Linked DNA regions of Anas platyrhynchos: region 2 is linked to region 1. Evidence: chromatin contacts called from public Hi-C data. All regions are on one chromosome and are shown on one strand. Each heading gives the region's core, a stretch centred on a gene start, on an enhancer-like site or on the middle of the called end of the contact. The rest is flanking DNA. Distances are from core to core; before and after follow the strand shown.

Region 1 (7,491 bases), core at 162-2,661:
TTTCTAGTCGTTTTGTGTGTATTCAGTATGAAGAATGTCAGTCCCTGAGTGGTCACACATTCTTTACGCTATGATACTTTGTTGTTAAGGGAGAAACAAAAAAGAGTTATTTACTTTTCCTCCACTATTTAATTTGCTATCTTGTTACACGTGGTAGCAGGTGCACATGCCTGAGAAAATCACTCTGTCACTGCTAGTTTCAGACTTTCAGACATGCTTCCGCTCTTTAAAAAAAACTCTTTGCAAAGTATGAGGCATGAAAGCATTTCCTCTTTTATGCCTCTTTCCTTTCTTTTCCCTACATATTAAATACACCCATGGCGCGTTTTTAAGTTGTCCTGCTCAGTGACCTCAGAGCAGCTCGTGAACTCGCACCGCTCCCTGTGAGACGCTGCCTCCATTCCGCGCACGGGGAGCTGCGTGCAGGGAGGAAAGCCGTCATTTTTCAGTCATATTTTTCATCACGACGTACCCATTCGCTGCCTATTCTTCCCCACGCTATCTCGAAGGAGCTTTTCTCCTCCAGGAGAAAACAACAACAGGTTGTTGGGTGGTTTTTAAGCGCACGGACAAAGATGCTAAGAGGAAAGCAAAAACCCTCTCCTGATCCTAAGGCAGGAGTCTCGTTAGCGGGGGGGAAACGAAGATTACCTTGAGGAGGAGGAGGGCAGTAACGGGCCCTAGGCAGCAGCCCCAGTGACACAGCGGAAAGCAGGCGGCCTGCAGCACAGCCTCATGCCGCAGCACCGGGCACGGCGGGCACCTCACCTGCACGGCTTTCCCCCCAAAAAAACAGGCCTGGGCAGCGAGCCGAGGTGGCTTTACACGGAGCCGGCTCTTCCATCGGTGCCGTGCCGGTGGGTGAGGAGGGAAGGGGGGGGATCAGGCAGCAGCACCGGGACGACATCGCCCAGCCTCAGCCCTCACTCGGCGCGGCTCCGTGTCCCTGCCCCCGCTTCAGGGCCGGTGCCCGGCGCCAAGTTTGTGAGGCGCAGCGCGGCGGGGACGAGCCGGGACGAACCGGGCAGAGCCCCAGCAATGCCCCAGCCCCCGGCCCCTGTCACCCGCGGCCCCCTCAGGCCGGCCGGGACTCGCAGCCAGGCGTGTGGCGGGGCCCCGGGGCGGCTGCCCGGTGCCCACGGCCGCTCCCCGACCCCTTTCAGCGCCTCCCCTCAGCGCCCGGTCCCCCCTCACCGAGCCCGGCCCCTCCTCACCGCCTCTTTCTCCTCAGCGGGGGGCTCCCGGCGGCTCCCTTCCCTCAGGCGCCGCCGCCCTCCGCGCGCGGGCCCCAACGGCGCCCTCACAGCCGCCGCCTTCGGCTCCGCGCCGCCACCGCCTCCGCTCGGCTTCCCGGCCGCCTCCTCCTCCTCCTCCTGCCCCTCCGCAGCGGCGCCTCCCCGGCTGGCAGGGGCGGAGCGGGGCGGGCGGACAACGTCTGCGCCCCGCCGGGCCCGCGGCACCGCGAGGCGGGGACTGCAGCAGCAGCGGGAGCCGCTTCCCCCCCCTCCCTCCTTGCCCGGCTCCGGCTCCCCCCTTCCCTCTCGCCTCCTCTCCTCGCCCCTCGCTTTCCCTTTGTCTCCCCCTGCTTTGTTCGCCCCCACCCCGGGGCAGCCCGAGGCCGGCAGGCAGGAGAGGCTCAGCTCGGCCCGGTCCTGCCTCGCCCTTCCCCAAAAGCGCCCCGCGGGGTCGCGCACCCGGACTTGGCCTTGGTCCTGTCCCCGTCCCTATCCCTGACCCCGTCCCTATCCCTGTCCCTGTAACGGGGAGCAGGCAGCGCTGACCCCTTAGGGAATTCGCCGCTGCAGCAGACAAGCGTGAATGGAAGGTGGGGGGGGAAAGGGTGGGGAAAAGAGACAGGGCGGCATGAAGCGCAGAGCTCTTAATGGACGACTAACTTTACTGGCGGCTTCTTCTCTCCATTTTCCTTTTGTCCTGACGCCCAGGAATTTGTGATTCCTTCTCATCCTCTATTTGAATTCTCATTGTGAAGGAAGACCCTGGAACCTGGCATCCTTCCCCTTTGTAAAGTTTAAAGGGCTGTGGCAGTAGCTCCACACCATCATCAACTATTTAATATCAATTTTCAAGGCTAAATCAAACAGCTCTGCTTCACTTTTCTGCCTCTTTTATAAACAGGCAACAGGGTCCAGCTAGAGTTGGCCCGTAATTGCTGAATTCATCACATAGCAAACCTGTTTGCAGTCCCATAGATCATTTAGTTTATGCATGATACCATTCAAACAAAAAGGGTGATGAGGAAGCAGTTCCATTGCTGGAGACCAATTGCAATATGTGATTCATCTTGGCTTCATTCTTTGGCATTAATCCAGCATGGTGAAGCACAAAATGGTGTGACGCAGTCCCCCAAATAATGGGTTTCAACTAGATCAGCATTTAGCAATGTTTGTGAGAATTTCACTTCCTAAGTGTAAAGAAGAAGCTCTTACCATGGCCAGTAGATGTTGAAACAGATACTCAAATCCATGTACAGCCAGCCACCCTTCTTCCTCCCTGAAAAATTTGATAAAATTTTGTTGAAAAAAGTTCAGAATTTAATTATAGATTGTATTTAGAAGTACAGAGCCAATTATTGCTTAAAACTAAAAAACTGACACAGTAGTCCCTAGCTAAGGAAATAATCCTTAACAACATTGAATTAATTAGGTTAAAAACCTGAGAGTTAGACTCTTTACAAAACACTTTTTTTTTCTTTACAGAACACTTTTCTGTAAAGTGTTTTTCTTCATTAATTTGATTTTTGTCTTGGAGAATTTATTAACATGAAGGTTGATTTCAAGAGTATTCAGTTCAATGCACAACATCAGACGTTTTATTAAGCAATACTAGACTGTTGTATTTAATATAAAACACATCAAGTAGAAGTCATCTTACTATTGAAGATAGTGAGCTAAAACTTGTAAGTTTGTGTTGGTCTTTCACAACTTCACTAAGTGTAAGCAGTAAGCAAAAACAATGGTGAAATTATAGACAAAATATGGTTCAAATGTGTAAGTAGCTGTCTTTACTTCTTTGCAAAATTAAAACTAAAAATGTCCTGTTTGTAAAGCAAGAATTGAGAATGATGTTGCATATATCAATATAAAGCAAATGCATCTTTGCTTGTTATTGTCATTTTTAGTGAACAGAACCATAGCTTCAAGATTGAAGTCATCTTGAGAGAAACACGGGAGTTAGTTATCCATCAGTGAAGCAGTATCAACCTTCAAACCAAGAACAAGTAGCTTTGGAGCAATTCTAACTTAAGTTTAATGAATTCATCCCAATTAAAAACGGTTGACTTCATTTCTATGTACCAGTGTACCCTTGGATATATGCAGAGTGTGATAACAAAGAATGCATCTAGTATGTTCACATCCAATTTATAGCAATTGTTATAAAAGAAGATGCCAGTTCTAAAATTCATGGTACTACAAAGGACTGCATATGATCAAATGCCAGAACGTCTTTGATTCAAGTACTAGTGGCTCTCTTCTGAGCTGCGTGATTTCAGGCAGATCAGTTAACACGTAACTATGAAAACAGGAATGGCTGGACGCTCCAGGGAAATTTAAGTTGCTGACATAACTACCAGTATCCTGGCCACAACTACAGGGTCTACTTAGAATTAAAACCATTCCCCTCAGTAATGTGGGAACATCAGTTGAAGGTGGTTTTTCAGCTTTGTGAAGGATCCGAAAGTACAAAAACTTTCTGAATGGCTAAAATGTTATTCTTTTGGAACTGCATTTAGGGATATCCTGACTTAAGAGTTCCATTTTTATATCCAATGAGACATATCCACGCAAGTATAAAATTTTGAATATAGGATTTTTTTTCTTCCTCTGAACGATCTCTTCAATATGTACATTTAGCAGTTTTTAAACAGAATTTCTACGAGCAGTATCTATAGTTGGCCACACCTGCTTCAAAACAAAACAAAACAAAACAAAAAACAAACTAGCTACCTTTTTCTTACTGAAGTGCTGCTTCACAAATCCCAGTACAGAAATTTGTACTATTATTTTTTTTTCCTGTAGTGGTTTGTTTTTGCAAAAACACAAGAGGATTCCCCCCTGCTACCTCTGCCCTGCCTTTTAACCTCAGTGGTGCATTTTCCTCATCTATTTACAGCTATATAAGATCCCAAGATTTAGTGTCCTGAAGCCTTGTGCTTGCTCTATATTTTTTTGCTTTAAATTTATGTCATTTAAATTGGCAGCCTTTGACTAATAGGTTAGCCTAGAAGAAAAACAGCCCTTTTTAGTCTTAAGTATCACGTATAAAACTTAGTAATGCCTTTGTTCTAGCACTTTGACTCATGTATATCACATGTTTTTGTCCTCGAGAAGTGAGTTTTAAAAAACTATTGCAGACTACATAATTACTTTCACAGCTTAGTGGGTTGGAAGGCTACAAAAAAAGATTCCGTTCCCAACATACTTAGTGTTCATCTTCCCTAGCTCAACAGTCACAAAAAAACCCTGCAAGTCTATGTTCTTTGCTGGTGTTTTACACAAGACAAATTTGCATTCAAGTTTACATTATTTGTTCTAGCAAATGTGGGTTAAACAATAGAGAACAGTATTTAATGAATCTCTTTGGCATGCTTGTTTAAACAAGGTACTTAATTGAACAACAATAACGGTCACAGATTATGAGCGTTTCATTTTACAGATAACTGAGAAACTGTATTCTGTTAAAGAAGATAGATCATCCAAATCATTCCACCACCTATGTAAAAAAAAAAAAAAAACACAAAACAAGAGCTTGATTTCTCACCTGCAGAGAAGCAGGTCTTTTGTTCCTATTGAGAGTGCCAAGCTTATAAACAAAGGGTAAATCAGTTTTTGTTCAGACATAACAGCTAAGTATTGAGTTGCAAAAAAATCTTACGTTAAATCTCTGCTGCTTGTAATTAACTAAAGTTTAGGAAGTGTCCAATTGTCACTTACACATTAATTACCATGTTATTATATTCATCCTGCCTGTAAGCTTCTTCAAGGACTAATTCCTGATTCGTCCCCTCCCAACCACCTTAAATATAAACACAACTATAAGCTATGCAACATATTCTTAGGAACAACATCAAGCTTCAATGGTATTTACTTACCAGGGGCATTACAACTGTGGTACAAAATGAAGGTACTCCAGAGTTCCATAGGAATTACAACTGCTTTTGAGACACTTGAGTCATACTTGAGCTTTTTCCTTCCCTTAGTTGTTTTTCAGCTATCCTGCCTCACTGAGTTTGCAGTAAATTAATTCTTCTTCTAGCTACCGTATCTTTCAGGTATCTTCTAGAATCTCAGCTATTGCTCTTTTCGTGACATTTTAAGCACTGTGAATTAGGTTATAAAAAATGAGTTAGAAATGCAAACCTCTTTAAGACATAATTAATCACCTGATTGATGCCCTCAATATTTTGTACAGATTATTTTTCAGATGTGCAATAGCAGTTCTAAATACTTTCACTGATCCCAATGCTATAAATGAACATGAATATCATGCCAACAGGAATTCGTGGGAAAATCTGAGTGATGCCTGCTCACACTATACCCACCCCATTACAAATTTTATTATTCATTTTAGTAAGCTCTAATCTAGGTTATTATGCCACACCTATCACCATGGGAGCACGACTTAAAAGTACCAGAAATACTTTGCTATTCAGCTTTTCTCAGACTGCAGTGTGATCTGAGTGCAGTTACAATATACAAAAACAATTTGAGTAGCTGTACCTGAAAGATTAAAGAAATTCAGTAATCAGAAACATCTTTAGTGCAGCAACAATGTATAGTACTTGGTAAGAACAGTGAAAGTATAGATAAATACTTTTAAGATCAAGATGCACTCTTTCCTAATCATGAGAGAAACAGCAGGGGTAACTCCCCATCCTGATCTAAATACGTGTCTTACATGTATAGCACAGAGCTCACCATTTGCAAAAGGCTTTCAAACAAAACAAAACAAACAATTTTTATCAAAACAAACAAACAAAAAGCAACAAAAGACTAAGATTATTAAATGGGCACAGTACTAACCGTAGGAATTTTAATTCAAATATGGTGTCTGTGTACTTCCCTTTGTATCAGACTACAGGTGGAGAACAGTATTTGCTGACTTGAACAACCAGTCAGGCCAGTCACTTTGCAAAAATATTCCAATGGATATGAATACACGACACCAAATGGAGTCCATCCCTGTCCCAAGCCTCCCAAGATAACATTTGCTTTAGATACCAGGAGACATCTTCCGAAAATGAAGTAGTTTTTTCCCAGAAACTACAAGGGTGCCCAGAGCAAAGTTCAAAACCTTGTAAAATAAAGCATTAACCATATTTAAGCTAGAATTTGATGTTACATTAAAAGCTGGGTTACCAAAATGACTTTGCTTTATTCTTACTCCAATTCCTTCAATTTAAAACTTGGAAGCAATAAAGTTAACAGCTAGTTTAGGTGCAAGTAAGAATTTGTAGAAACACAGAGGACTTAATTGATCAAAATAGGTATGTGGAAGGGCAATTTATTATGAATTTATTGCGAACAGGAAGAATTAAGTATAGAACTAGAGAGTTCTATGCATATAATATGAAGATGATTTTCGTCTTGTGTCTGCAAGCAAGGCACAAACATGTAACTATCCCTGTAAAGTCTGCATGCCTTACTAAAGGAGCATTTCAAAAGGGCTATTAAAAAAAGATCTTCTAAGGTGTGGGGTGAGAACTGCATGTTTAAAATATGAGCACCTCAACACACCCAAAAGGTGTGTACACTTGAAATCATTACCTCATGCCCTGCATCACATTATTACCCACATGTGAGTGATGCAGCACACAGCATATAATAGCTTGTGTCAACTGTGATTACTGGCTTTTAAATTCATGGGAGGAAGCACGGAGAAAGCACAAAATCTGTATGTGATTCCCATCAGAGCTTTCTTTGTGAAGTGCACAGAAGCTGGAAGCATTTCAATTTCAAATTTTCAATTTCTGGCTCAGAAAGCAGTACTCTTAATTTTTCCTAGAAAAACTAAAAAAGTCTATCGTTTTAGTTTGTATGATAAATATTTTACTTGGACCTCTACTTTCCAAATGCAATGAGATAAACTGAACTGGTATACGCTGCAAACAGAACTTTTTCAGCCTCTCAGAAGACAAGTAGTTCACGTATAAAGACACTTCAGGTTTCCTTTCCTGTAAAGTTTAGAACAACAAAAGGAAAAAAGAAAAAAGAAACACTTTATCTGCAAAAGGTTGGGCTTTTCCTAGGCATTGAAATAGAGAGCGTAGTGATTTGACGCATTATAAGGACCTTTGGAAAATACCTGCAATCAGTAAAGCTGAGGTTTTTGGAGAATAGGATCAATCTCTGAAGTTATCTTATCAAACACATGCTAGAATGTCACTCCATCACAAGTGTTTTCTTAGATTCTTGAAAAGATTGTTTTACTGTGCATCTTACACGGCTAGAAATACTTTTTCCCTGCATTTAT
Region 2 (6,574 bases), core at 2,745-5,244, 35 kb before region 1:
CTAATTGGGAGATCACTATGTCAGCCTTCTTATTACACCAACGTTCTGAAAAATTATTACTTACATGCAATTGCTTTTTAAAAGTACTTATTATAGACTACCTTCTTGGTTTTATAATATTCAGTCCTACCTTCGAGTCATGTGTGTGTGCATGATTATAAATATGCTTTCAAGAAGCATCAATCATACGTATTATGACACATATTCAAATGTCTATCCTGATCTAGTCAAAAGATCTAATACTCTGCATCTTCCTAATTAAAGAAAGTGGTTGGAATAGACAAAGACACATAGGGAGTATTATCTGAAGTGAGCAGTGCATAAATCATCACAGAAAAGCAATGGGATTATTTGAAAAGTACAAATACATAAACAAATAATTGAATTTTGAGTATCATACAAAAACTGTCAAGTGTTTATTTGCCTACTCTGCTATGGACAGAAATGAGAAAAATGTCTACAACTTCTCATCCTCTCTGGTGAAGAAACCATTTATGAACAGGGAAAAGGTAAAAAAATATTTTATGATCCTGCAGAAAAAAAAAAAAAAAAAAAAGATTCATAAGTAGAGAGCTAGAATTTCTTTCCAGCTGAACCCTGTGCTTTGTAAAATTTTAAATATTTGTGATGACCTTCAGCTTTGTTTGGAGGAAGATAACAGTATTAGCTTTTTTCTTCTGAGACAAAGAACAATGTAGTAACTAGAGGAAGTTCACACCTTGTCATGCAGAAAACTTGTCAGTTTGAGAAAAATGCAGAATGAAATTCACTGCCTCATTATATCCAGCGACCATGAAAGATTTAGGTTATGAAATGTACCATAAAAGAGCCAGTACTCATGGTTTATTTCCATGGCATTGCTCCACACTGAAAAGGTATCTGATTCATCACCTCTGGAAGCAGATTTACAGGTTTTCAGTAAGCAGACACCTAATAACCGAACCTGAATGGTGCCCTATTAAGTATCTCTTACATTATCTATTACTGGGTGTTCACTGTCTCTTTATAAAGATGCCACATACCAGAAACAATCAACAACGGCATCTTGAAGTAATATCGATATGCACTTATGTGTAAAGAATTTAGGACAAAAGGCACTTATAAACAATGGCATATCATTAGGTGTGACCTAGATTCCCTTTACATGGCTGGACCTGACAGAAGGGTACGGAAATACCACCTTCTGCTACTATTTAGCTACCATTTAGCTGACCTTGTTGAAATGCCCAGTAATACTGGGAAAACATTCAGTTCAACACAGGTGATCATTAGTGAATTCTTACTACAGCTGCAAGTTCCTTCTTCCCATTTTCTCTTTAGCAGCTGTAGTTAGGCTAGATGCCCACAGAATGACCCATGTTTGGAAGCGGTCAATGTTCTGCTATTCGCACAGTGAAGGAACCATCCCATCCTCCTCTCATGCTCCTAGCTTGTGGTCATCTCAGATTTCTTGGATTTGGCATTTCGTGAATTATTTATGAAGTACAAAATAAAAATTAAAATAAATAAATAAATTACACCACCAAAAGCTGTTCTGCCTTTGCTGTCAAATGAGCCCAGAGACATAATGCAATGTTAGAACATGTAGGCTTTTCTAAAAAGATGTGTGAAGAGCTGAGGTCAACCACAGCAGCCTTGTGGGCCTTGTTTCAAATAAAACTGAGTACAGTTAGCACGTCCCTAGCAAGAAAAAAAATCAGAAACATGCTGAAAATCTTAGGAATCAACATCAGCTAAACCTCTGTCTTGGGAAAAAGTATGTTTTGGGACTCAGTAATGTTTTGACAGGCAACAGTATTACTAATACTGCTGGATATCCCTGAAAAGATTGTGTCATGGGTAGAAAAAAAAGAACAAAAAAGGCACTGCAAACCTTGACTTAGCAGGTAGCACAGCCACTATTTAGGACCTCAGAAACCCAGCTCCCAAATTCTAAGTTAGTGTTAAAAAGCACTGGCAAAGTGGAACTTATTTCTTTTGGATATAATGAACTTTGCTATTTCTGCCACTTTTGAACTAGATTTAAGCATAATTTTTGCACTTTGAAATCATCTTACCTGAATTCTTCTGAAGAAATGAGTACACATATACAGGCATACACACACACACCACCGAAGCTCAAAATTAATGCTAATTTTTAAGAGTGTTCCAGCTACATCTATAGCAGGTACTGATCGTGGCAGGAGCAAGAATCTCTTTCAGCACGTGTTAAACCCAGCAGGCTGTGTCATCAGAAATCTTCCACAACACAAAGCAGTCTCGTTATTTAAATAGTGAAAACCATTACCCTAGTGTCTTCTAACTCCCTCTGGAGTTTGTCAGCTTTGGTCTTTTCAAAGAGCAGGCTCTGTTCAAGCTCCTTAATGCGGGCATGCTCCAGTTTGGTCTGCGTCTGTTAGTGAAAAGGGAAAGGAAGAGAACACAACGGTGCCACCATCACATGCCAGCACACAAGGAGGGAGCCACATGCAGGCCGTGCTGCCAGAATCTTCTATCAATGATGAGCAGAGAAGATGCAGTGGATAAAATGAACAGGGAAATGCTATGGATGAGAAAGATGGACTGAAAAGTGTAAATGGACTGATGTGTAAAAAATAAAAAATAAATCACAAACGAAGAAGTATGAACAAAAACGTTTCATGCAGCCAAGTAGAAGTTATTTATCAGTACATGAAGTTTTCAGCACAAATTAGAATAGTTATGAAAAAGTATATATAAATATATATACACCTGTTCTAAGAGGATGATATGTCCCTTTCCTCGTCATCCCACTAACTTTTTTTAATGCATTGGGCTTATTTTTAAATGATTTAATTATGAACCAGGGGAGAATTCACTACCGAAGCTCATGTAATGAATTTCTTTTTTTTTTTTTTTTTTAAAGCAATAGTAGCTGCATCTCAAGTCTTAGCCATAAAATCTTTTTGGTCAAGATAGGGAACACTAAGGTTCACTTTTCACTAGGGTATGAATTATTTCAATAGAAATATAAAGAATGTGGTTGCCTATAACTGCAGAACCCTCTTAGTTTATCCCTCTCCTCCTCTTCCAAAAGAAAGCAAGCAACAAATAAGATTCTCCAAAACCAGGGGAAAAAGTGAATTAGCCTGGTTGTTCCATAATTGCTGAAGCCTAAATGCATTGAACAAGATGTAAAAGTAATAAGATTTAAAAAATAAATTGTAATTCTCATAGGTTCCTAAAAAGCACAGAAAGTACATGTAACGAAGTAAGCAGGCACCTCCTGCCTTTTGGTTAAAAAGGGATAGATTTTTTTTTTTTCTTTTAGCAAGAACACAGAACATCAGTAAACTTGATACCTAGGCTCCAAGATGCCCCCAAGAGAGCTTGAAGTTCGAGAGATGCAAGTAAAGTCCAGCAGTTAGTTCATATCTGACCTGCACCACTGAAATGGGGAACAGGGGTGAGTGTGTGTGTGCACACGTGGGTGGAATAGAAAGAAGTAATACAGAGTTATTTCTGAAATGCTGAGATCCAAGTATTGTGTCAATCTTGACTGGTCACTGTTAGCGTAAATGTATGAAACAATCCAAATTAAAAGTATTCTGAAAGTGTACTGTTGCTTCACGTGTCTTTTCCAAAAAAAGAGCAGCTTAAGGAGCTTGCCCACATCAAGAGTAAGGTGGATCTCCAGAAAAAAGACTGAATGAAGTTCTGTCTGGTTATGCTAAGATGTGATTAAGAGCCCAAGAAGTTGCATCCATCAGCCTTGAAGAAAGTTCTCTAGCTTCAGCAATTACTTTACTACAGAACAAGTAGTAAAGTAGTAAACAGGTAGTAAAGTAGTACACAGTAACCCCCAAGCCTTATGAACTGCTTTTAGTAGAGGAGAGTCCTGCAGCCTGAAAAGCTACCCATTGAACACTGGGTTGAAAGAATCCAAAAGGAAGGAAGAGCATGAATCATTCCAAAGCCACACTGCTGCCAAACCCACAGCACAGCAGCGTGCACACAGCTGGCAGGACACTGCTGTTTCTCTGATCTTTGCAAATGCTATTTAAATATCCCTACAGAACTGTGTTATTTATAGAGGGACAAGCTGATTAGTACTGCCTCCAAGCCAGCAGTTAAAGATCCTAGGCAGTCTCTGCAGAGAAGGTGAGATAGGGACGAAACTCTTGTTTTGCTCCAGGCCTGTTCTCTAATCACAGTATTCCTTCTGACAGCACCAAGTTATCTTCCTCTCCCAAAGCATGTAGACATCTGGTGGTTTCAGTTTTTTTAAACATTTTTCCAGCTGAAAAAAGAGTTGGCTGTTTTACTATGCAGTTACTAGATCTAAAACACTAAATCCCTAAAGCATTAAAACTTGCTTCTTAGATTTGTTCTGGTTTTGGTATTCCATAGAGGATTTGTTTCTGTATCAGTGGAAGATATTCAGTGTATACAAGGAAAAAACAAAACAAACCACAAACATAGAACATGAGAACATGGGTTATTGTTTTTGTCTCTCACAGCCTTCAAAAACTAAAGTAAATGTTCTAAAAGAAATAAATATTCTTACAAGTGGCCATAAATCAGCCCCCTCTCTCAGACTGATTAGTATGACTTCTGTTCTACAACAAAATTATGTCTGAAAACAAATCTATTTTTAAAAATTGAATATTCATGCCTTTCTTGCTCTAAATCCCATTAGGGATTTATTAGAAAACAAGCCCCAAACCTGATAGCTGCAGAATTCTCTTTGCATCACATTGCAAACTATGCTACCTTAAGACCTGCTATACTATACATAAAAAACAAAATACTTTGATCATTAATCTTATTGACATTGCTTTAATACTGCAAGGATCAAATATACCATCATCTATGATGATTTCATGATTACCATTTTTAACCCCTACCTCTTATATATTACAGAGAAGAATAAAATTCTACCAAAAATAAAATAAAAAACTAAAAATTAAAAAGAGAAATGTCTAAAAGATTGTGTTCCTCTGAGGAAAGCCAGAGCACAGTAAGCTGAAAAGAGGAGAGTACTGTAAAAAGAAAAAAAGAATTTGATTTTAAACCTCAAATTGAATGGAAAATAAAAACAAAAAGCAAGCAAACAAAACCCACAAAGCATCTTCCCCTTCTCCAAAGCTTCACAGTTAGATTAAGAGAGGGGGAAATGGGACAAGCCTTACTCTGGCTTGAACCCTAAAGAGTTCCACTAAAATTGAATGTCAGGAGGCAGTCATTGGTTATTTTCAGCATTTATTTATTCTAGCTACACTTTCACTTCAAAATAAACCTTCAGTTAAGTTCTCCATCTACAGGTAAAACTGTGAAATTGTGCTGAGGCCATAAAAGCTGATAACTGATTCTAGAATAGGGGCAAGATGACATTCAGTTCCTTCGTGCTGGGATAACAACCACAGAACACGATAGATTATGAAGCATTATCCTGGAAACTAAGTGATCACCCAGTTCTCCAAAGAGTGAAGACGTCCATTTTTATGGAGAAATTAGAACAGGGAAATAAGGAGTAAAGATAGGATTAAACAAGGAGTGCACAAAACGAGAGAAAGGAAGGGCACATGCAGATTTACTTCTAACACACCGTGAGCCTGATTGGAAGAATAGAGGAGACCCGGATCGCTGAAGTAGCTTCGCAAAAGCAACACCTAAGAATGCACAGCAGGAAACCAGTTTTAGTCTTGAGAACTTCCTATCTTGGCTGGGGATGCAGCAGAGGAGGCAGCCTGTGATAATTTTGCCTAAATCCAATCAAAGAGAGGGCTTTTAAATTCCACTATTCTGAGCTAAGGAAGCAAGAGGGCTGCTTTAATGTCTTGTAAGGCGATTTCTGCTATCCATTTACATATATTTTTCCTGCATAATTCAAAGGGAAGCTACAGTAAAATAGACAGCTTTAAAACGTCTTAAAAAATAGCGTGCAATCATCTCTCCCCTTAGCATTTTATGAAAAAAAAAATCAGGGGAGGTAGGGAACATACCATTTTTTCCCTCAGAAAAATTAATTGGCCAGATGCAAACTGCATCTATTGAACAGCAGTAGGAGCTCATAGGAAACAGCGCAGGATTTTGTGAAGAGAGCAACTAAAATCCTACATAGAAATGAAAGACATTTCAAGATCCAGGACAGTCGTTTTCTACAAGCTCCTATGCTCTCCAATTAGGTGCAGAGTTTTTGCCCATAAAGAATTCTAATGACACATTTGCCCTCTCTACAGTTAATGGGGATTACAACGTTTAGTCATTACACACATTCTTTTTGATAAACGTAATTGCTCTGAAAGCAACATGCACACAAATACTAGAGTCAATGTTTCAATAACAGATTATGCAGTTAGTGAATAAGTATAAGCATTTTCTGCACACAATCTGTTAACATGGGATGTCTCTGCACATTGAAGTGCCCTCTTACATTTTCTGGATCTTCCGAAATCTGCCTCTTTCGCTATCAGTAAAATTAAAAAAAAAACAAAAACAAACAAAAATATTTCACCTGAAGACTTAGCACTATCATTCCAACACAAACATCAGGATACATCTCATTATCTTGTATTAATTTTAAATTCTTGAAGCTATGCAGCCTGACAAACCA

The links. A called contact is a pair of places that touch in the nucleus more often than the background predicts.
Region 2: a Hi-C map of subcutaneous adipose tissue shows a contact between it and region 1, with 1.8 times the contacts expected there. The contact joins the enhancer-like site here to the promoter of CLIP1 in region 1. A contact is called at or near these places in 3 of 8 Hi-C or Micro-C datasets (liver, skeletal muscle and subcutaneous adipose tissue).

Annotation. Positions count from the first base shown.
Region 1 is chr16:2,501,638-2,509,128 of IASCAAS_PekinDuck_T2T, reverse strand. It overlaps CLIP1 (CAP-Gly domain containing linker protein 1), which reads right to left and starts at 1,411. Exons shown (of 25, transcript XM_072024202.1): 1 at 1,215-1,411.
Region 2 is chr16:2,540,506-2,547,079 of IASCAAS_PekinDuck_T2T, reverse strand. CLIP1 (CAP-Gly domain containing linker protein 1) reads right to left here. Exons shown (of 25, transcript XM_072024202.1): 9 at 6,395-6,427. Among named protein-coding and RNA genes, the nearest start is that of VPS33A, 32 kb to the left of the region's middle. Within about 2 kb of position 3,994, at least 4 of the 8 cell types and tissues checked have an H3K27ac peak or open chromatin away from gene starts, as enhancers often do. A contact at or near this core is called in subcutaneous adipose tissue, where this site is marked.